Linked DNA regions of Mus musculus: all the other regions are linked to region 1. The links are chromatin contacts, called in public ChIA-PET and HiChIP or PLAC-seq maps. All regions are on one chromosome and are shown on one strand. Each heading gives the region's core, a stretch centred on a gene start, on an enhancer-like site or on the middle of the called end of the contact. The rest is flanking DNA. Distances are from core to core; before and after follow the strand shown.

What was found. ChIA-PET counts read pairs in DNA pulled down with a chosen protein or histone mark. HiChIP or PLAC-seq counts read pairs in DNA pulled down with a chosen protein or histone mark.
Region 2: an H3K4me3 HiChIP or PLAC-seq map of bone marrow-derived macrophages shows a contact between it and region 1, with 5 times the contacts expected there. The contact joins the enhancer-like site here to the promoter of 2900024J01Rik in region 1. A contact is called at or near these places in 1 of 15 datasets of contacts at CTCF or cohesin (large pre-B cells), 15 of 484 Hi-C or Micro-C datasets (B cells, the CH12 cell line, the G1E-ER4 cell line and 8 more) and 14 of 115 datasets of contacts at active chromatin or transcription factors (the 230-238 cell line, T-cell acute lymphoblastic leukemia, bone marrow-derived macrophages and 8 more).
Region 3: an RNA polymerase II ChIA-PET map of memory CD8 T cells shows a contact between it and region 1, with 216 read pairs. The contact joins the promoter of Itpkb here to the promoter of 2900024J01Rik in region 1. A contact is called at or near these places in 9 of 39 promoter capture datasets (the 3T3-L1 cell line, the HPC-7 cell line, embryonic stem cells and 4 more), 1 of 484 Hi-C or Micro-C datasets (CD4 T cells), 10 of 115 datasets of contacts at active chromatin or transcription factors (bone marrow-derived macrophages, craniofacial prominence, double positive thymocytes and 4 more) and 1 of 9 other capture datasets (embryonic stem cells).
Region 4: a FOXA1 HiChIP or PLAC-seq map of pancreatic cancer cells shows a contact between it and region 1. The contact joins the enhancer-like site here to the promoter of 2900024J01Rik in region 1. A contact is called at or near these places in 4 of 115 datasets of contacts at active chromatin or transcription factors (bone marrow-derived macrophages, craniofacial prominence, embryonic hindbrain and 1 more).
Region 5: a contact with region 1 is called in an HNF4G HiChIP or PLAC-seq map of pancreatic cancer cells. The contact joins the enhancer-like site here to the promoter of 2900024J01Rik in region 1. A contact is called at or near these places in 1 of 15 datasets of contacts at CTCF or cohesin (embryonic stem cells), 3 of 484 Hi-C or Micro-C datasets (CD8 T cells and embryonic stem cells) and 17 of 115 datasets of contacts at active chromatin or transcription factors (CD8 T cells, the HPC-7 cell line, T-cell acute lymphoblastic leukemia and 10 more).
Region 6: an HNF4G HiChIP or PLAC-seq map of pancreatic cancer cells shows a contact between it and region 1. The contact joins the enhancer-like site here to the promoter of 2900024J01Rik in region 1. A contact is called at or near these places in 1 of 484 Hi-C or Micro-C datasets (large pre-B cells), 3 of 115 datasets of contacts at active chromatin or transcription factors (bone marrow-derived macrophages, large pre-B cells and pancreatic cancer cells) and 1 of 9 other capture datasets (liver).
Region 7: a contact with region 1 is called in an H3K4me3 HiChIP or PLAC-seq map of bone marrow-derived macrophages, with 6 times the contacts expected there. The contact joins the promoter of Stum here to the promoter of 2900024J01Rik in region 1. A contact is called at or near these places in 12 of 39 promoter capture datasets (the 3T3-L1 cell line, 3T3-L1-derived adipocytes, the C10 cell line and 7 more), 1 of 15 datasets of contacts at CTCF or cohesin (pro-B cells), 4 of 484 Hi-C or Micro-C datasets (cerebral cortex, cumulus cells and embryonic stem cells), 13 of 115 datasets of contacts at active chromatin or transcription factors (T-cell acute lymphoblastic leukemia, bone marrow-derived macrophages, embryonic forebrain and 4 more) and 3 of 9 other capture datasets (embryonic stem cells, liver and pancreatic islet).

Annotation. Positions count from the first base shown.
Region 1 is chr1:180,776,613-180,779,327 of GRCm38.p6, forward strand. It overlaps 2900024J01Rik (a long non-coding RNA gene), which reads left to right and starts at 1,349. Exons shown (of 3, transcript XR_373751.4): 1 at 1,349-1,447.
Region 2 is chr1:180,278,448-180,281,162 of GRCm38.p6, forward strand. No RefSeq gene overlaps it. Among named protein-coding and RNA genes, the nearest start is that of Gm31728, 23 kb to the left of the region's middle. Within about 2 kb of position 1,379, at least 112 of the 459 cell types and tissues checked have an H3K27ac peak or open chromatin away from gene starts, as enhancers often do. A contact at or near this core is called in the CH12 cell line, T-cell acute lymphoblastic leukemia, bone marrow-derived macrophages and 1 more, where this site is marked.
Region 3 is chr1:180,329,135-180,331,849 of GRCm38.p6, forward strand. Itpkb (inositol 1,4,5-trisphosphate 3-kinase B) reads left to right here and starts at 1,342. Exons shown (of 8, transcript NM_001081175.1): 1 at 1,342-1,645. It also overlaps the pseudogene Gm5069.
Region 4 is chr1:180,386,338-180,389,052 of GRCm38.p6, forward strand. All of the region lies in intron 2 of Itpkb (inositol 1,4,5-trisphosphate 3-kinase B), which reads left to right. Among named protein-coding and RNA genes, the nearest start is that of Gm39712, 21 kb to the right of the region's middle. Within about 2 kb of position 1,329, at least 389 of the 459 cell types and tissues checked have an H3K27ac peak or open chromatin away from gene starts, as enhancers often do. A contact at or near this core is called in bone marrow-derived macrophages, craniofacial prominence and pancreatic cancer cells, where this site is marked.
Region 5 is chr1:180,402,588-180,405,302 of GRCm38.p6, forward strand. The region is part of intron 2 of Itpkb (inositol 1,4,5-trisphosphate 3-kinase B); the gene reads left to right. It overlaps Gm39712 (a long non-coding RNA gene), which reads right to left. Exons shown (of 5, transcript XR_003948302.1): 1 at 2,398-2,715; 2 at 2,121-2,305; 3 at 950-1,374; 4 at 699-861; 5 at 1-200. Among named protein-coding and RNA genes, the nearest start is that of Gm39712, 4.5 kb to the right of the region's middle. Within about 2 kb of position 1,379, at least 216 of the 459 cell types and tissues checked have an H3K27ac peak or open chromatin away from gene starts, as enhancers often do. A contact at or near this core is called in CD8 T cells, the HPC-7 cell line, T-cell acute lymphoblastic leukemia and 2 more, where this site is marked.
Region 6 is chr1:181,130,734-181,133,448 of GRCm38.p6, forward strand. It overlaps Nvl (nuclear VCP-like), which reads right to left. Exons shown (of 23, transcript NM_026171.2): 7 at 5-137. Among named protein-coding and RNA genes, the nearest start is that of Nvl, 12 kb to the right of the region's middle. Within about 2 kb of position 1,343, at least 33 of the 459 cell types and tissues checked have an H3K27ac peak or open chromatin away from gene starts, as enhancers often do. A contact at or near this core is called in pancreatic cancer cells, where this site is marked.
Region 7 is chr1:180,482,128-180,484,842 of GRCm38.p6, forward strand. Stum (mechanosensory transduction mediator) reads right to left here and starts at 1,377. Exons shown (of 4, transcript NM_001081227.2): 1 at 1,001-1,377. The coding sequence starts at 1,202.

The DNA of each region.
Region 1 (2,715 bases), core at 99-2,598:
GAAGGGCTAAGGGAAAACTATTTAGTTGGTGAACCCTACCTTAAGACGCCAGATTCTGGCACAGTCCCCTGTCAAGCTAGTGCAAGCCATCTGGGAGAACCACATGGGCCCTGAGCTTCCAAGAGACCCTGAAGGCTGGAAGGCGGACATTAGGAAATAAATACTTTACCTCTGTCCTTCCGTGTCTCAATACTGGTGACTTGTGGGCACTGCCCTCCACGCAGAGCTGGACAGAGTCCCTGCACAGAATAGGCCTGGTCATCCTGAGCAAGAAGATTAACAGAGCGGGGCAGTGGTGGTGCACACCTTTAATCCCAGCACGTTGGGAGGCAGAGGCAGGCGGATTTCTGAGTTCGAGGCCAGCCTGGTCTACAGGGTGAATTCCAGGACAGCCAGGGCTACACAGAGAAACCCTGTCTCGGGAAAGAAGAAGGAGGAGGAGGAGGAGGAGGAGGAGGAGGAGGAGGAGGAGGAGGAGGAGGAGGAGGAGGAGGAAGATGATTACCAGAGCACCCTGCAGAGGACTCTAGAATTCTGAGGAAGAGACGGTGTGACACAGGGACTTTAATTCATACTCTGGACAGTTAACACTTGAGGTGTCCAGGGATCACCACTTCAGGGATGACTAAATTACTGCTTATCTACATAAACACCCAAAAGAGTCATAAATTAAGGTTCTTTTGCAAAGTGATTTATGTACCATATGTGACCTGAGAGAAAGAGTGATCTGGCTGGCACTTCTGGCCCAAGGAACTTCTGAAAATCCAGCGAGCTGTGGTCTGGGGCTGGAGCTGCCGGTCGTGTGGTTCCGGGGCCGCTACTGCAGGAAAACAGCTGTGCTTCTTTCTAAGAGATCCTGTTGTACACACCAGGCCTTGCACTGAGTAACAAAACAACACTACGACCTCTAATGTCTGTGTCTGTGACTGGAGACAGTCTTGCAAGGTGGTGGCGAGGAGGCCACAAGCTTTCGAATATCAAATTTCTGCTGCAGCGCCTTGCGGCTGTGAAACCATAGCAAGGTCAGAACCAGGGTCCCAACCTCTCCAGGGCCCCGAGGCTCATGGTCTCCCACTGCAGGAGCATACCTGCTTCCGGGACCAGCTTTCTTTTGGGGGAACGGCGCGGCCTAGCGGCCTCTGGTAACCGATGCAAGGATCCCTCTCTTCCCTCTCCCTTCCCCCTCCCGAGTCCCAGCTCTTGGTTTGCGCCTTGGCCTCGGGATCTTCCGGGTCCCACCGCGCGCTGCTCGCGGGCAAGCCGCTGGGCTCTGGCGCCTTGAGCATCCGAGCAGGTCCTGCCCCCGCCGTAGGCGTGGGGACCTAGAGCTGCCCTCCGCTCCTTGTCCCGGGCCAGAGGCGGACACTAGGCGGTAGAAGCAGCTGCAGGGTCTGCCCTGCCCCCGCCCCGCGCGGAGAGCTGCTGCCAGGAACAGCAATATTAATAGGTACAAACTTCCTGGAAAGATTTTCGTCTTCGCGGTAAATGACCCCTCCTTGTCTGCCGGGGCAGGCGACGGGGAAGCCTGGGACCCACAGGAGCCAGGGACATTTGGGACCCATGGAGCTGTGGCTCACGAGAGCTGAGGTTCATTGGTTGGGGACCCACTCGGTGGGCAGGTCACAGACACCGTAGGGCAGGGCTGGGCTCGCCTTGGTAAATTAGGCGTTGGAGCCGCGACGCCCGATTGCCATTCCTCGGGAGCGCGCACGCCCTGGGCCACCCCGCCCGTATGCAGCGGCCGTAGCTCCTCCTCCGGATCGGGCTTCGGGGACCTTTGGTCACTTAGGAGCACCCAAACAACTCTGCAGCTGGTGCCCATAGGTGCGCGTCATTCCTTTCTCTAGAATTACCTGGCCCAGAAGCAGTTGTAGCCAAAGCCACCTCTCTCTTTCCCAGTCGCCAAGAGAGGACGGATCAGGAAGCGTCCCACCGGCCGCTTGGGCGCTGTGTGGTCAGTCCATGCCTGCATCTTGCGGATAGTCAGGTCCCAGTGCCTCCGCAGGAGGCTCACTCCCCGTACGGTGGCTGGAGTTCCCAAACCCTTTTTTTTTTTTACAACTCTGGACAGGGCGCCTGTTCTAGATTGGTTGGAGGTGTTTTCCCACCTGAAAGTCATCATTCATTGAAAATATTTATTGAAGCCGATGTGGTGGGAAGCTTGTAATTCCAGCACTCTGGAGGCAGAGGGAAGAGGATCTCCCATAGGTAAAGTTAGCCAGGTACTGAGCCCTTGACTTAAACAAACAAATTATCGCTACAAAGCAAACACAAAAATCCTCTTTCCCAAAACTTGAAAAAAAAAAAAAAAAGACAGAATTGAAACATACATGTGGGCAGATGGCCATGGAAGCTCACGGGAGGAGAGGCAGGAAGAGGATGGAGCAGGACAGAGCTGTGTAGACGTGTTTAGTGTTGGGACTGGGTGGTTGGGAAAGAGCAAGCCAGCCTCACAGGCTCACTCCCAAAGATGAAGACTGGCCCTGCTGGTTCCACCGGTGGTGTGGGAGTCAGAACGGCAGTTTGGGGCATGCTGGGTTTGATGCACACATTGGACATCCAAGGGTAGGGCGGAACAGATACTGGTCAGACAGGTCTCCATGCGAGATGCGAGACAGGGGAAAACACCTGAAGGAACCACCAGCCAGCCACCTCTGCTTATGGAGTGCGTGACGGTACAGTATGCGTAGGTGTAGCTAGCTTGAAACTCTCTGT
Region 2 (2,715 bases), core at 129-2,628, 500 kb before region 1:
TGAGCCATCTCTCCACCCCCCATGATTCCAATTTTAATGAGAATCTACTACAACAATAAGATGGAGTTCTACAGGCTTCCACTTGAAATGCTGCTAAAGGTTCACGGGCAACATAGTTTGTTTGATTGAGACAGGCTCTCCTGTGGCCAAGGCTGGCCTTGAATGTGGTATGTTGTAGAGGCTACCTGGAACTTCTGATCTCCTGCCTCCGCCTTACAAGTGCTGGAATTACAAAAATGTGCAACCATGATGACTCGGGGCCGATTTGAATAGGATAAAAGAGAGCAATCCGTCTGTTACTCAATGTAGGACACACAAAGCTTATCTCTTTGCAGACTCTTTCGCTCGTGGGATCAGATGTGTCATGAACAACTGCCGAGTTCTCTTGACTGCCAAGGGACACCTGCCTGAGTCTTCTGGGTCCCCCACAGGTCTTTTAGATGTAAGGAATCCGTGATGGGTGCCAAGATACATACCAAGCACAGACACTTTGAGGATTCTGGCTCTATCACGCCCATTCTGCAGACCAGAAAGGGCTTCAGCAAACAAAATTTGGAGATGAGTTAGCTGTTCTGCAGTGGCCTCAGGCTCCACCTAACATGTTTCCAGAGAGAGAGGCAAGCCCGGATAACCCACGTAAGTATGTTGCTGTGCCCTTCCTTCCTGGAAGTTTTCGATTTTCTTACCTGGTCATTTTCAACTAAATCTCTAGGTTATGGAAAAAGAAAGATCTCATTTGAATGGAGGAAGCCTCCTAATGGGCACATGTAAATCATGGTTAGAAATGTTTGAATAGCCAGATGGTAGAAACTAGGACTCTAGCATTTCCTGATAAACACAGAGGCCGTTTTGAACTTGTACATGAGTGGTGGCAAGGGCACTTGGATGCAACTTTGTATCTATTAGTTGTTTAACTCCTAGGAGAGGGGAGGCTGGGGAGAGGAGGAACTGTCCACATTCTGGTATACGATACTGTGCTTAGGTATAGCGCTTAATAGTTTAGTGTTTTCAGTGGTTGGGGTTGTCATTTTTCCCATATGACACCGATGTGGATTTCCCCAGGGTCACCTCCCAAAAGAAGTAGGCAGTGACATGGTGACTGCTGTGGGTCTTTCTGTTAGAAAGGCTGCAGATGAGCAGCAAAGACAAGATGGGCCTGCAGTAAGTACAGAGCAGTTTGGGATCGAAGAACCCAGGTTTTCATTTCTAAATGGTAAACCCAAAAGGGTTGGCCCTGAGTTTATGCAACGTCCCTCCGCAGTGTGCCAGCAGTTTGAGAGGCTTGGAGCTGTGCCAGCAGTTTGAGAGGCTCCGCAGGAGAGGTGAAATGACTTTTGTTCTTCCCTCTGTAACTAAAGCTGGCCACACCCTCTGGCATCTGACTGAGTAGGAAAAAGACCTCAGGGTGTTCTGTGCTGGGGACACCAGGTGACTGTACAGAGTCCATGCCAGACAGGAGATTCCAGCAGGTGCAGGGCTGACGAAATACAGAAATGCTGAAATGCGCAAGCGCGGAGGGGTTTCCTGCCTGGGTGGAGCTTCCAGAAGAGTCACCTCCTGCAGGGTGAGGGAGCTACAGGTTCTCCTCCACTCCCCACAGCCTTGCCTGCTCTTCTGCTTCCTCTAGGATGGCTAACTGTACCGGGAACCCTTACTTTGCTTTCATTCTTACAGATTCCAGATCTAAAAATAAAGGTCAAATGGCAAACAGACCGTGCTCTCCAACAGCACCAGCTACTACTATTTACTTAAAGCAAGCTACTAATCAAGGATTTTAAAGCCAAAACACAAGGGGGTGGGGTATAGTCCAGTGTCGTACAGCTACAGAGATTCTCTATGCTTAGTCCTTTTGCTGGCCAAGAAATGATATGCCTTCAAACAGATCTTCAGACATATTCAAAAATTACTCTCAAGTTGTTATTCATATATCATCTGTGTGCCACCTCACTTTGGGTGAGGATGGAACAAGGCAGTAATAATAAAACACGCTCACGTTTATTTTGACTTCACAGATCTTTTGTCTTCCGTCCTCTTGAGGGCCTTGAGGTGTAAGGCATCTGCTATTAGGGACTTGTATGAATCTGTAAGGTCGGTTTGGACATGTGAATCGTCAGCAAAGGGGCCTGGCCTGCAGATGTCTTGCTGACTTCCTTGGTGAGGATATCATCTGATGACAGCTCCAGTAAAGCATATTCATCTTCAAGGCATGTAACAATGCAGCTCTGTTGGCTAGGGGTAATTTTTAGGTCATTATGAACTCCTAAAGTCACAAGATACAGACATCTCTTAATTGACATTCTATCAATTATAATGCTATAATTTAGGATGCTCTGGTGTCTCAGGGAGCTCAAGGGCTAAGGGCACTAAAGTAAGCAAGGTCCCGGGGCTCAGGACAAACACACACATCTCAAAGGCACATGGCATTTCTGGACCTGTGAGCAGGGACTCCTGTGACCCAGCAGGAGTGGCCAAGGGTCTGCCATGCTCAATCACACAGTGTAGCCCCAGCCTGTAAGGCACATGGAAACCGGAAAACCATCCTTGTATGTAGAAGAATTGAATGTATAGCTGGGCAGTGGAGGTTCAAGCCTTTAATCCCAGCACTCGGGAGGCAGAGGCAGGTGGATTTCTGAGTTCGAGGCCAGCCTGGTTTACAGCGTGAGTTCCAGGACAGCCAGGGCTACACAGAGAAACCCTGTCTTGAGAGAGAAAAAA
Region 3 (2,715 bases), core at 92-2,591, 450 kb before region 1:
CAAAGGAGGGAGTCTAGATAGAGGTGGCTTCTTTGTCTCACGGTAATACTAGAACACACACAGGACAGGCATCTTTATTCAGCCCCATTGAGGGTGAGAGGGAAACCAGATTCAAGCCTTCCAGGGTATGTTAAAAAAAATAAAAAATAAAACAAAAACAAAACAAAACAAAACCAGAAAGGACTTGTCCGATTCCAGGAATTCTTGGCTGGAAGGGCTCTTGGTTTCAAATTTGCTTGAGTCTTTTCCTGACCAAGCTGCAGGTTGCTTTGCTCACTTCAACGGTATTGTTACATAAACAAGTAAGCTGTCTGCTTGCTACAGGCGGTCAGGTTTTCCATCCGAGGTTTGGCTAATCAGGATATATGGGCGGATACAAGCTTAGGATTCTTAAATCTCCTAAACCTCGCAGCTGTGTTCCCTGTTTCCACTAAACGCTAGAGTTTAAGATTTAGGGAATTATGCAAAACAGGCTTGCAGTGCCGGGTGGGGCTTAAGTGTGTGTGTATGGGGGCAGGGAGTGTCCCCCGCCCTCCAGTGTTGCCTGGTGCCCCCCCCCCTTTATTTGAGGGTAGAGTAGAACCCTTGAAAACGCAGGAGTAAATTCACAGGAGACTGAGCAAGTGGTTGAAGACATTGATCGGGCCTCAGCCCCAGGACTATGCTTTTTCTTAAAATAACTTTTTGAGAGTTGAGTGCAAAAATACGCGAACAGCACAGCCTCTGTGTGCGTTTATAGATAACTGCTTAATGCAGAGCTCCTTCACACATCTAGCCTACAAGACACTCAGCAGCTCACAGTCCAACCAGTCTTCCAAAATTCTACCATGGTGCATTAAAACCTAAAACTGTGCAAGGAAATGCCCTGCAATATATGCAATATACCTTGTAAAAAGTTGCCTATTGTAGTACAAGTACACCCTCTGCTTAGGCAGAATATTACCCCTCTTTCGATGCTAGAAAAATCCCCCCCCCAGCAGCTTTGTTTAGCACACTCAAAATTTTATTAAAAACAGTTTTCAAACGTAGCTTCATAAAACTAGACACCAGCAAACCTTGGTCGAGGGATGGAAAATAAATCGTATATCTTTAACCCGCAGAAGTTAAAGTCTTTTTTTTTTTTTTTTTTTTTTTTGTTAGCTAACAATGGAAACTTTTTTTTTAAGTGTTTCCCTCCCTCGGTTTGCCAAGCAATAGAAAAAAAAAAAAAAAAGAAGAAAAGAAAAACTTGTTCCGCTGAGTTCAACCCCAGACAGGCTCACAACTTCCTTCCTGCTTTCCTCCCCCAAGCCCCCGCCTCTCTGCCTCCTCCCTCAACCCCCAACTTTTTTTTTTTTTTTTAAATCTTACATTGAACAAACACTGAAGTAGCAGGGAGCAGACGCTGACAGCGGTAGTGTCTCCAACCAAGCACAGAGCAACGCAGGGTCGGCCTGGCGGTGTCCCCTCCGGGATCGCCTAGTCCCTGCGCCGGTACATTCAGCTTCGTTGCACCCCACTTTTTCCGTCTTCCATAAGTTGTTGCGGAAACCCTTTGGGAGCTTTTTTATTTTTTTAAAAAAACTTTAAGCCACTTGGTCTGTACGAGCCCGGAGTCCCCGGGGCATGTCGCCTGCACGGGACCTGGAAGTCTGAGCAATTGCAGGTAAGCGTGGCGGCTCCTTCCTGGCCCTCGTCTCTGAACCCTCTTTCCGCTCCATCTGTGCTGGGGTTCCTCTGGGTGTTCCGGGGTCCGAGCACAGCACGGAGGTGAGGGCTAGAACGACGGAGAAGGGAGGCTGATTTGGGACGGTAGCGTGGCGTGGCCTTGGGGGCAGAGGAGGCGATTCGACTTTCCCATCGCCTTCCGGGCCGCTGCGCCGCCACCACCTCCCCGGCGCGCTGCGGGCGTCTGGGGCTCGGCTTGCCCGGCGGCTCCCCTGGCGCCAGGCGAGGCTGCCCGGGATGCGCGAGGCCCTGCCCTCGGCCGGCCGCGCTGCTCCGGGGCTTAGCTTGCGGGACCCCGAAGGGCTGCAAATTCTCAGGCCTGCACAATTAGAAGGCCTCCGGGCTGCAACTGTGCAAGCAAGCCCAGAGTTCCTCCGAGGGGTGTGGGTCCCGGAGGGGGCAGCTGGGTCCTCGCTAACAGGATGCGCGCAGGGCTGAGTAGCTGCGGACATGCATCCCCTCTCCCAAACACACACACACACACACACACACACACACACACACACACACTCGCTGCAGGGTCTGAGGGGACAGTAGGGAGCCACCAGGATTGATTCCAGTGCTGGATACTGCAGAGTTTGCTCCCTGGCGCGCACGCGTGCCCACATTCACAAAACACACTTGTTTGGAGACAGACAGACATCAAGGCTAGTGCTGAAAAGTGCCTGGACTGCCCCACCCCCACCCACCCCCGCGCTCTTCCCGGCCTTTCATAGGCCGAGAGGCATAGCCCCAGACCAGGATCAGAAAGAAAACGGTGGGCACACAAGTCCCCTTCCAGGTCTCGGCTCCAGCAGCGGTTTGGGGAAGGCAGGTCCGGGTCAGGTTCCCTGTGACTTGGCCTCTGATGTCCTGAGAGGGTGGAGCAGGGTTGCCTGTCATCCTCGATAGCCGGTGTTTGCTCTGGCCAAGGAAACCTGGCCAGTCTCGAGGAGGGAACCAGCGAGTTGCACCTCCTCCCTCGGCCATCCGCGTGGCTACCGAGACTAATTTCAGAATTTGGGATTC
Region 4 (2,715 bases), core at 79-2,578, 390 kb before region 1:
ATGAAGGTGTTTTTCTATATGCTATAAGCAGTTGCATTCTGTCAGCTAGCCTGAGCTAGATTTGGCCTGTAGTTGTATCCGTTTCTTAAGACTTCCCAACTCTGGCCTAGCTCAGGGAATAGGTGGGAGCTCTCTTGAGTAACGACAGGAATGGAATATATACCCACAGTGTATTACTAATTCCTTCTCTTCCCTTTCTTTTCACCTTTTGAAGGATGGTAGTGTCTATAGGAACAGACTCGCTGACTAATCCACAGTAATAAAGTACCATCCCTTAGGGCAGAGGGCCGTGTCAGCTGGGACTGTGGGTCCCAGAAAAGAGACAGAGGTTGGGGGGGGGCTGCAGCAGTGTGTGGGGGCTGTGTGCCCCAAGTACTGTTTTCTGATGTATCACTGAATTTTACATAGTGAGAGGAGGCAAGCTGAGCAAGGTGTTAAGGTAAATGTCCACACAAGTGATACAGGTTGACCCCCCAACCACCACCCCTCCCGCCCCCCCCCTGTTTTCCCTCTCCCCCCCCCCCCCGGCTCAAGTGGAGGTTCCAGCGATTCTAAAGGAGCTGGCAAACACAGGGACAGGGACTTGGCCTCAAATGCTGACCACTTGTTCATCTGGGGGACCCTTTCTCACAAGGCTTGAGCGCCCTGATCGGGATGGAGGTGTCTTGCATTCACATTGAATTTTCTCCCTTGCTTGGCCCCAGGGACAGGCTCTGCTGTGTCCAGAGGCTTTAAGGCACGTGGACAGAGAAGGTCCGTCAGTGGACAAATTCGCTTTAAATTGTGTCTGGGACAACAGAAACTGTTCAGTTCCTCTCTCTGACTTTGCTTTTGCTTCAACTAAACTGAGTCGCGACTCTAAACAAATTCCTTTCACAGATGTCTGCCTCTGTGTACCTGCTGGGAAACATGCGCACTCTCTATTCCTCTTCCTCTCTTCTGTGGAGTCGTTGCTCTCCTTTTCCTTAAAGTTCCCTGATTGTTTAGCATTAATTCTTCTGGTCATAAAAGGGACGAATTTCTGTCCCCTCTACTCGTGGCCACAGACATTCCCTACCTCCGACCTCTCCCTCCAAACTAAGTTATAAAGTCGGGGCTGCCTTTCAGGAAGGCAAACTGGTTTCAGGAAGGAAGACTAGCGCTTTGTCAGAGTCTTAGAACTCCGGCTTCCCCTAACTCTGCTCCGCCCCTCCCTCCTCTGCAATGCCCTCCCTTCTTCCGGCCCACCCCTTATTTAGCTCCGCCCTTCTTTCCTAGCGCAGTGCCCCGCCTCTCACGCACTCGGCCCTTCCCCCGGAGCCTGACGTCATGGAAAGGCGGGGTGGAGCCATGTCCTGGACACCCTATGCCTGCAGGCCCCACCCTCCATCAGGAATGGGATGTGCCACCCTGGAGCGGTCCCTAGCGGCCTGAGGGCTCTGATGACTTTGAGCTGTTAGCCTCGGTGAACAGGTCCTAGACTCCGACATCAGTAAGAGACTACAGAGACATTTCTGTCTTCTCCCCTGCGTGGCATTCTCTGGATTCCTCTCAGATTTTTCTCTCCAGCTGAGAACGACGCCTTCTACACTGGTGAAAGTGGTTTCAAAAGTCAGACGCTTTCTTGGCTCTTGCCTGTGAAATGTGATTTAAAACAGTAACATTTAACTTTTTTTTTTTTTTTTGAAACATTCACATCTGTTGTGGGTTAATTCAGAGAACGAAATAAAAATCCTTGCAGTCATCCTTGGTAGGTTTTTCCTCATGCATTGCTTGTGTTTATTACCATTCCTAAGCAATTTTAAGTAAAGCCTTGAGTTACCCTGATAGAGAAAAATGTCCATCTCTTATCTCCCCCTCCCCCAAACATCAGTTAAAAGGGAACTAGAACGTTAAAGATATTCCTCGGGAACCATTCTATCCACAGCATCTCAAAGACCCCTGGTGTCTGCCTTCATGTGGTTAATCAGTCTGTTTTCTGCGTGGAGGCTGAGAACTGACATATTTGGCTTGGGGGTTGTCAGACTCAAGACACTGTAAGACAAGATTAGCTCCTCTCTAAATTCCAGGAGTGTAATACACCAGACTTAAAAGAGATCAAAGGCACCGAAGGGATGAGGGGACCCAGGAGATGGCTGGCACATTAGGAGATAGTCTTCTTTAGCATCCAGGTATGTTTTAATTTTCACAAATGGCAAGATTGCAATCAAAACGAACAACAGGAACATGTTGAGAGTCAGTAAGTGCTGTTTTGGAAAGGAACCAAAGCTCTAATCCCTAGAGAAAGTGACTAGGGACTCCCAGGACAGCCTTTCCCATGCAGACTTACCCTCAGAGTAATGCTTGCCTAGGGCTTGGCCCTGGGGATGCCCCCTTCCTGCATCCTGGCTGCCTGCCCCTTTTCTCCAGCAGAGTTGTTGATTGACACCTGTGAGCCCTTCTGGGGTGGCCTCACTCTAAACACAGGAAACCACCTTCCTGGTAACTGAGTGGCTTAGAATGAGTCTCCTGTGAACAAACCTTACCAAAGCTGTAGCTCAGCTCTGTTTTGTTTGTTTGTTTGTTTGTTGTTTGTTTGTTTGATTACAAAAGGGCAAATGGGGCCAGGTTGGTGGCTCACTCCTGTAAACCCAACACGTGGGAGGCTAAGCAGGAGGATCTACACCAACCTGTGCTACATAGTACCTTTTGGATGAGTCTGGGCTGCAGAGTGAAACAGTTTCAAAAGCATATTAC
Region 5 (2,715 bases), core at 129-2,628, 370 kb before region 1:
TCTGTGCATCCAGCCCAGCTGCCCCGTTCCCAGAGCACATACTTTCCGTTTTCCTCGTCGCTCATCCTGAATTCTGGAATCTTCTGGTAGTTAGTTTATCCACTCGCTTCCTTTTTCCGAAGATTGAAATGACGACTGCTTGAAACTATTTTCCTCTGGTTGGGTTTTTCCTTGGTGACCTCACTCAGAGACAGATGTGCCTAATAATAACAACATCAAAAGTTAAGGAGAATAAATCAACCAGCTGGTCTGTTCCCTAGAAGAGATGCTGCAGTTCCTAAATATGGGCTGTCCCCAGAGACATTGAGGGGGCCCAGCTTACCCAACAGGGCTCTCGTCACTGCGGGAGGATGGAGGTCCTGGGACACTTTGTTCACCCTCTGCCATTCTCAGGCTCCAAGGGTTCAGAAGATGCTCCACCCCCACCCTGGGACAAGCAGCCTTCCCAGACAGACAGCAGGTGGACATCTACAAGGACATCCCTCTCCCTAGGTCCTCAAAGGCAGTATGCATTTCAGCCCTGCCTCCGGGAACTGGGCCTGCACCCAGTCTGCAAAGAAGGTCTTTGGGTTGAGATCCTTAGCTTGGAGGATCCTCGGCTCCGGTGTCATTCCTTGGCCTCTGCCATTCTCAGAGTTTCATTCCCCTACCCAGTGAGAAAGAGCTGTGATAGTCTACGAGAATCGAGAATCGGGAACCTTCTGTAAGCGTCGCAGATGAGAAGGGGACTCTTGTGTGCACCAAGTACTCTGTCTCCCTCTGGGTAGTGACACATAGGAGTGTTGCCGCCGTGTTTATTGGTTTCGTTCTCTGATGGTCTTGAGATGCTTGGTGGAGTCTCAACAAACAAAGGTTAAGTCCCTGTAACCAAAGGCAAAAAGTGAAGGAACCACTGAGTGCCCCTGCTCTATTGAGTGGGAAACCCCACTCCCCACTTCCGTGGACATACAGGCTGCCAGGGTGACGGGTTGAGCATGATTCCAGTTCTGTCACCTTGGGGACACTAGCAGAGGTAGAATATGTCCCTGTTTGCAACCTCTGAAAGAGAGAGGCAAGTATGCTATCTCTGGGATGGCCCCGTGGGATCCTCATACCGCAGCGTAGAACGGGCTAAGTAAGAGCCCACTGCCACCACCGGGGGCCCCACGGTGACAGATACAGGAGGACCAGTGATGAGTCAGACTATTTATGAAAGTCACACATCCTCATAGACGTCAGGATGACCCTGGCCTCAAGTTCTGAGGGTGACGAATCTTGCTCGTACTTGGGGGTTCACTGGTGTGCCTTTTTGGCAACCCGTTTCCTGTGCCTCGCCTCCAGCGGTCTGCACGTGAACAGGAGCATGGCCGCTGAACTCTCAAGACCGGGAACAGCCTGTCAGAAGAGGGAAACTGGGTGACTCACGGCCCAGTCGGGAGCTGCAAGTCAGCTTCTGCCAGGACGGGGCTGCAGAAGTGTCTTCAGAAGGCGGAAAGGGTTTCTGGTGCTCAGGAGGTCTGCACTGTGTTACAGAGTGCCCTTAGCCACGAGCAACTCAGCGCTACCTCTCAGAAATATGAATTGCTCCAGTGTGCCTTGCTTGGAAATAATTTTCTAAATATAGCTGTGGGATCCGCCTGTAAGCCCTTCCTCAAAAGTTTCCTTGTTAGAAATTCCTGAGGTGGGAGTTCCCTGCGCTCAGCCCTGTCCCTTCTGTGTGTCCACCTGTGTCCATGGCATTTGCACTAGGAGCCTGGAACTTCTCTGCCTCCGTGGCTCTGAGCGTGAGTGCTACAGAGGCCGTTTCAGAAGCAACTTTCCTTCTGCAAGCTGCTTGTGAAAGGGGGGCAAAGGTGACCTTTGAGCTCCTTCTGCTTTCTGTGGCGAACTTCCTTTCAGATGCCTGGCTTTCTAAAATGTCATCTTCCAGCCAGGAAAAAGCAGTGTGTGTGTGTGTGTGTGTGTGTGTGTGTGTGTGTGTGTGTGTGCGCGCGCGCGCGCGCGCCTTCTGCCTCAGGAACAACAGAGCAGAGGTGCTCACAGTAACCCTCCCCAGGGCGCCCTGGCTTGGGATGGGACTAGAAGGCCTCTGGTGGCCTCTCTGCTAGACTCGTGGATCTGACTATCCTGTGAAGACTCACAGATGCTCAGAAATGGCTCAGGTGATTCTTCTGGCAGAGAATCTGACTGGTCCTCTTTGTCTCTGTCATCCTGGAAAGGTGGGATTCAGGCTGAGGGCCAGGGTGGAGGAAGAGGGTGTCAGGTCCTGCTGTTGACCAAGCTGCCCTTCCTCAGCATCATCTCCTGCAGGCTTGTGCTGTTGGGGCTGAGAGAGCAGACAGAACTTGGAAGAGGTTCAGTGTTTCTGACTGTAGCAAGCCTCGCCCAAGCAAAGTTGGATTTAACTTTGAGAACAACCTGTTGTCATCGTCAGCTGGTGGTGTTGGCCGAGTGGTATTTCCATGTCACAAGGATGGAGAAAACTGAAGCTCAGAGAGGTTTGGTATCCTGCCCAGGACCTTCAGGCAGGACTAACAGGAGCCGAGCTCAAGTTCATCTGGCTATAAAGTCACATGTTACAAATGACAAAGGAGATAGCCTAGCTGAATGATGCAGACCTGGGACTCTCAACAGGCTTTCTCCTTACCATCTCTAGCACCTTCGGCAAATTGTCTAATCTCTGTGTGTCTCAGTGTTCACATCTGTAAAATGGGATCATGAGAGCACCTCCATGAC
Region 6 (2,715 bases), core at 93-2,592, 350 kb after region 1:
TTACCTTTCTTTTGCAGAAGAGCTTCTATTTCTCCATCTACTTCTTGAAGATTCTCTGTTTTTCTTTTGTTTCCTTTGCCCTTTGCCCTACCTTTCCTTTTCTTATCACTTTCCAAAAGAGAAGAGTCTTTTAAAATCTGGGGAGAAAATACAAAAATTCTGTATTTCAGATTACAATGCTAACAGATGTTTCTTCAAGGACAGCTATATCCATTTGTGCTATAGCACTGCTAACTACTCGCAATCTCTTTGCTCAAGGATTCTGCCTTCTTTCAGAAACCTGAAAGCTTAAATTTTTTATTTGATAATTTTTTTCTCACCTGTGCCAGTTAATCTCTTCTAAAAGACTTGAGGCATATAAACATCAGGTTCTTACCAATTATAATAATGTTCTTGATAGTTGAATACTTGTAGCTTAAAGTAAAGATACTGGGGAACAGCCCACTAATAGTGTAAATGGAAAACCTGCAACCTCAACACTTTGGAGTAAAAACAGAAGAATCTGTTTAAGGCATTTTTAGCCTCATAACAATTTCAAAGTTAGACTAGGCTACAAAAAAAAACCCTATTTCAAGGGCTGAAGAGATGGCTCAGCGGTTAAGAGCACTGACTGCTCTTCCAGAGGTCCTGAGTTCAAATCCCAGCAACCACATGGTGGCTCACAACTGTCTGTAATGAAATCTGATGCCCTCTTCTGGTGTGTCTGAAGATAGCTATAGTGTACTTACATATAATAATAATAATAATAATAATAATAATAATAATAATAATAATAGCCTATTTCAAGATCCAAAATCAAAACAAAATAGGTCTCAGTTTGTAAAGTATCATAAAATCATGAGGTCTGAGTTCAGACCCCTCCCCACCCACACATAAAAAGCTGTGTGCAATGAGGTCGGTCTGTAATGCCAGTGCTGGCAAGGCAAAGACAAGAGGGTGCTATAGCTATATGCCTATAGACAAGAGGGTGCTATAGCTATATGCCTATAGACAAGAGGATGCTATAGCTATATGCCTATAGACAAGAGGATGCTATAGCCTATAGACAAGAGGATGCTATAGCTATATGCCTATAGACAAGAGGATGCTATAGCTATATGCCTATAGACAAGAGGATGCTATAGCTATATGCCTATAGCTTGCTGGTGAGCCAGGATAGCACAACTAGAAAGCCTCACATTTAGTGAGATATTTTGAGATCACAGACATCCCCTTTTCCGTGTGTGCTTTAAGTTTATTCTGTTGTTTTTGTTGTTATTACAGGGTTTCTCTGGGTAGCCCTGGCTGTCCTGGAATTCACTCTGAAACCAGGGTAGCCTTGAAACTCAGGCATGAGTCACCAGTGACCGGCTGACTGTTCTTTCTCAAAGAAAAGGTAGAGAGCAATTGAGAGACATCTGACATTGCTCTCTGGTATGTGACTCACACATGCATTTGCAAATAAACACGCTCATGTGCACGTAGGCACACATGAAAGAATCCGCCAGACCAAGGCTTGGTGCTGAGAAACGAGTTACAGCAGCACTGTTCAGGAGAAGCACATCACAAGTCACACATGTTGTATATATCACTGTGTACACCTCACAGCACACTAACAACACACACTTAAATGTAGACAATAAAGAGGCATTTCATAGGTGCAAACTACTGAACCCAGAGCCTTACATATTCTAAGCACTAAATGAACCACTGAGCCACACTCATCTACCAACAAATCTATTTTAATTAACACACCCCGAACACTCTCCTTTCAACACAGTTAATACAAGAAGTTACTAATGAGCAGAGTCCCAGCAGTCAGGAGGCAGAAGCAGGACTGCCTCAAATTTAAGGCAGCTCAGTCTATAGGACAAGTTCCAAGGCAACCAGCAACATGTCTAAGCTCAGCTGCTAATGAGGTGGTTTGTTTTGTTTTTTTGTTTTGTTTTGTTTTTTGAGACAAGATTGTAGCTGACAATTTTGGATTGTTTTCTTTGAAAAACACAGAAATATTATGGGAATATGCTTTAGGGTTTTTTTTTGTTTTTTGTTTTTTTGTTTTTGTTTTTTCGCACCACCACACCCAGCTCATGCTTTTGTTTTAATGCTAAGTGTGGGATACTGGTTTCAGTTTGTCCACAACATCTGACTACGATTTGCCTTATGCTCTAACAGGCGTGATTTTGCCAGCATCAGTTTTTGAGATAGTGTTGACGTTTGAAATTCTGGGTACTTTTCAGAGATCATATAAAATGCTAGGGTCCCCAAGAGGTGTGGTGGGTTGTTGGTTGTTTGCTATTGGTGTGGTCTGTTAAGTAGTCCTATGCAAGAAGAAAGAAGAAACTAGATATTCTGATAGCAAAGATCAGACTTGCCCTATGGAACCAGTTGCCCCTAGTCAGCAGAAAACAGTCTAATGATAACACCCCCTTTCCTTTCTACCCCTTTTTCTTTCCTATCTAGTTTAAGGGGTTGAAAGGGTGGAAGAAAGAAGAACCCACAAAGTAGCCAAAGTTAGCAAAAAGAGACAGCTACACAGGGTTTCTCTGTGCAGCACTGTCTTGAAACTCGCCCTATAGTCTAGGCTGACCTCGAACTCAGACAGATCTGGCTGCCTCTGCTTCCCAAGTGTGGGATTAAAGGTGTTTGCTACCAGTACCCAGCACTAATGATATTTTATACTGTGCTTTTAATTAACTCTTCACATGCCAAATATACTGAAAATTTGTAGCACAT
Region 7 (2,715 bases), core at 127-2,626, 290 kb before region 1:
GGCTGGCAGCAGCAGGCTCTCTGAAGAATGCATAGGATGCCTGCTTCTGCAGCCCTGCACGCTGCCGAGGAGGGCGCCTCCGTCTCGTGTGCAGGGTCCACCCGTGGCAGGAGATCAAGTTGGAAGTGGGGGAAGGGCATGCAGGCAGAGATGGGTGCTGGAGAGAGGCGATCAAGAAAGCTCTCATTCTTTAACTTTATTCACCCTTAGGCACTATTTTGGGACAGCAGTGGCTTTGGGGTGTGTCCAGACAGCCAGAGCCTAATACAGACTTATCAAGGCTCACTCTTCGCTTTCTTACCGGCTCACTTCTGGTCACATGCAGTCTAAATACACATGCATGCAAACGGAATAATAAAATCACCCCTTTCCGTCGGTGTACTGCGAAGTGTCAGGCAGAAAAGCGGACACCAGGAAAAGAGACTCTGGCTAAAGAACTGCCACCTCCACAGGCTCTGCACCGCGTGAAAGCGTGACCTGATGCAGTGTGTCTCCTGAAACTGTGTGTCTCCCTTCCCCCAGCTCAACCGACTTCCCAGACTCCCTGGAGCCTGGTCAACCCCATCACAGCCCTGAGTTCTTCCTGTTCGGCCTCCTCTCCTCCCGAAGTAAAGGGATCACAGACGCACTTGATGGGGAAGAAGGGCCAAGATTCCACTCTTCTGGACAGTAGCCTAGCCTGGAGCCAGTGAGCCGTCGGGTCCCTGCTTGGGACTCCAAGATTCTCTGTCAATTTCATAGCTCTTCTCTGCCTGGCCACCTCGCTTGTGGGTCGGAGACCCCCCCAGCGTGGTACCTCTTCTCTAGGATGCCCACGCCACAGGCTTCAGCCACCTGCTAGATACCAACCGTGGGAGCACAGCCTGAAGCTGGTGGACACATCCACGGGTCTCAGCCAGTGCCTACCTCTGCCCTGCCTGGTCTCCATCAGGCAGCCCAGGTCGCAGGGACCGCAGGGGTTAAAGGGGTCACAAGGGTCGCCCACACACACACTTCTTACCCAATCCCGGCACGAAAGTGTTGAGGAAGAGACAGATGACAGCCACCGGGAAGGGCATGTAGGGGATGGCGGCGCGCAGGGGCCCCTTCTTCTCGCGAACCTGCACGACCACCCCGCTGGACGACGATGCCCCCCGGGGATCTGCCGCTGCCACAGCCGCCGCCGCCGCCGCGGTCTCGGCGTCTTTGTGCAAAGGCTCCATGGCTGGACGCGCTCTCCAGGAACCCTGCAGCCGCCCGGGGCACCAGGGCAGACGGCGGCCGGCTGCGGGCTCCTGGCAGCGCGCTATGCGCCCTTCTCAGGAGGCCAGTGCGCTCCGGGTGCTGCGAGGCTGGCGGAGAAGCCCGCCCTCCCGCGCTCCACGCCCCCACTCCGGGCGGAGGGCGGGAGGGGCAGCGTGACACTCTGTGACAGCGCTCCCTCGCCCCTCCCCTCCGGGCCCCTTCCCCGCCCCCTCCACACCTCTCTGCAAAGCCCTTGGTTCACCAGCAATGGAGACCCCAGCAAGGGAAGAAAGCGCAAGGAGAGCGCAAGGATGCTGGTGGTCTAGGTACCCAGAGGGATGGATGTGCCTCACCCTCCTAGCACAGGTGAACTGAGAACCTCACTCAAGGTCCTGGAGAGCTGGGCGTGCACTAGGCTGATTCAGTTGGAAAAGCCTCAAGGTTGAATCTCTCTTCTGGAGTGTGCATTTAATGCTAGGGAGGTGGGGGCTAGGGACGCTTGAAGCCTGAAACCTAGAAACACTTTGCATTTCGAGTCACGGAGAAAAAGCAACGTGTTTCGAGTCACAGATGCTGATAGGACTGGAAGCGAGAAATATAGCTTACAGCTTTATAAACCCATGCATGTCTGCAAGAGATGTTCCCTTCACGCGCCCACACACACACACACACACACACACACACACACACACACACTGTCTCACGTATAAGTTCACACACATAGAAACGAAAATGGAAAGGAATGCTTGCTTGAGGGAGCCACGGAGCTGGTAGTGGGAACCATGCCCTGACCAGTGTGCTGCTGCGGGACATCTGGGCCAGTTATGACTACCTGGTGAAGATGCGGTGCGCCCACAGCGCCCCCTGGTGTTAACGATGCACCGGTGGGAATAAGCGAATAGACTTGGCAAGAGTCCAAACCAAGAGCCTAATTCAGTCTTTTCAATAAGACCCTTCATCTACTCCGATGAAAATGACCTCCTCTAGCGGGGCACGTGCTTCATGGCTGCAATCCCATCCTTGAGAGGTGTAGGTAGGAGGCTCTCTTCCTATCAAATTCAAGACCAACTTGAGCAAGACTACACTTCTAAATAGATAAATATTTTAAGTCTACAAGGTAGCCTGCAGGATTGTAGTCATTACAATGATAGTACCGCAGAGCCAGTGACAAATTGGCTGGGATATGCTGAAGGTTCGAAGGTTCTGGGACTGGGACCTTCCCATGCATCCAACTGTAGGGGAGTTATCAGTCACTAAAGCCCCTCCCAGAAAGTGATGCAGGTCAAGATTTAATGGCCAACAGAAACTACTTGTAGGTATGTTTTATTTTAAATGTTTATCACAGCATCCTCTGTTGGGCAGCATCCCAAACTCTTAACCACATTCAATGCCTGCCTTAACTGTACAAAGCACTACATAGTACTGTGTTTTCTAGATGGAGCAATTAAAGCATAATCGTCCATGATAATGTGGAGCAGGTGATCTCTTTCC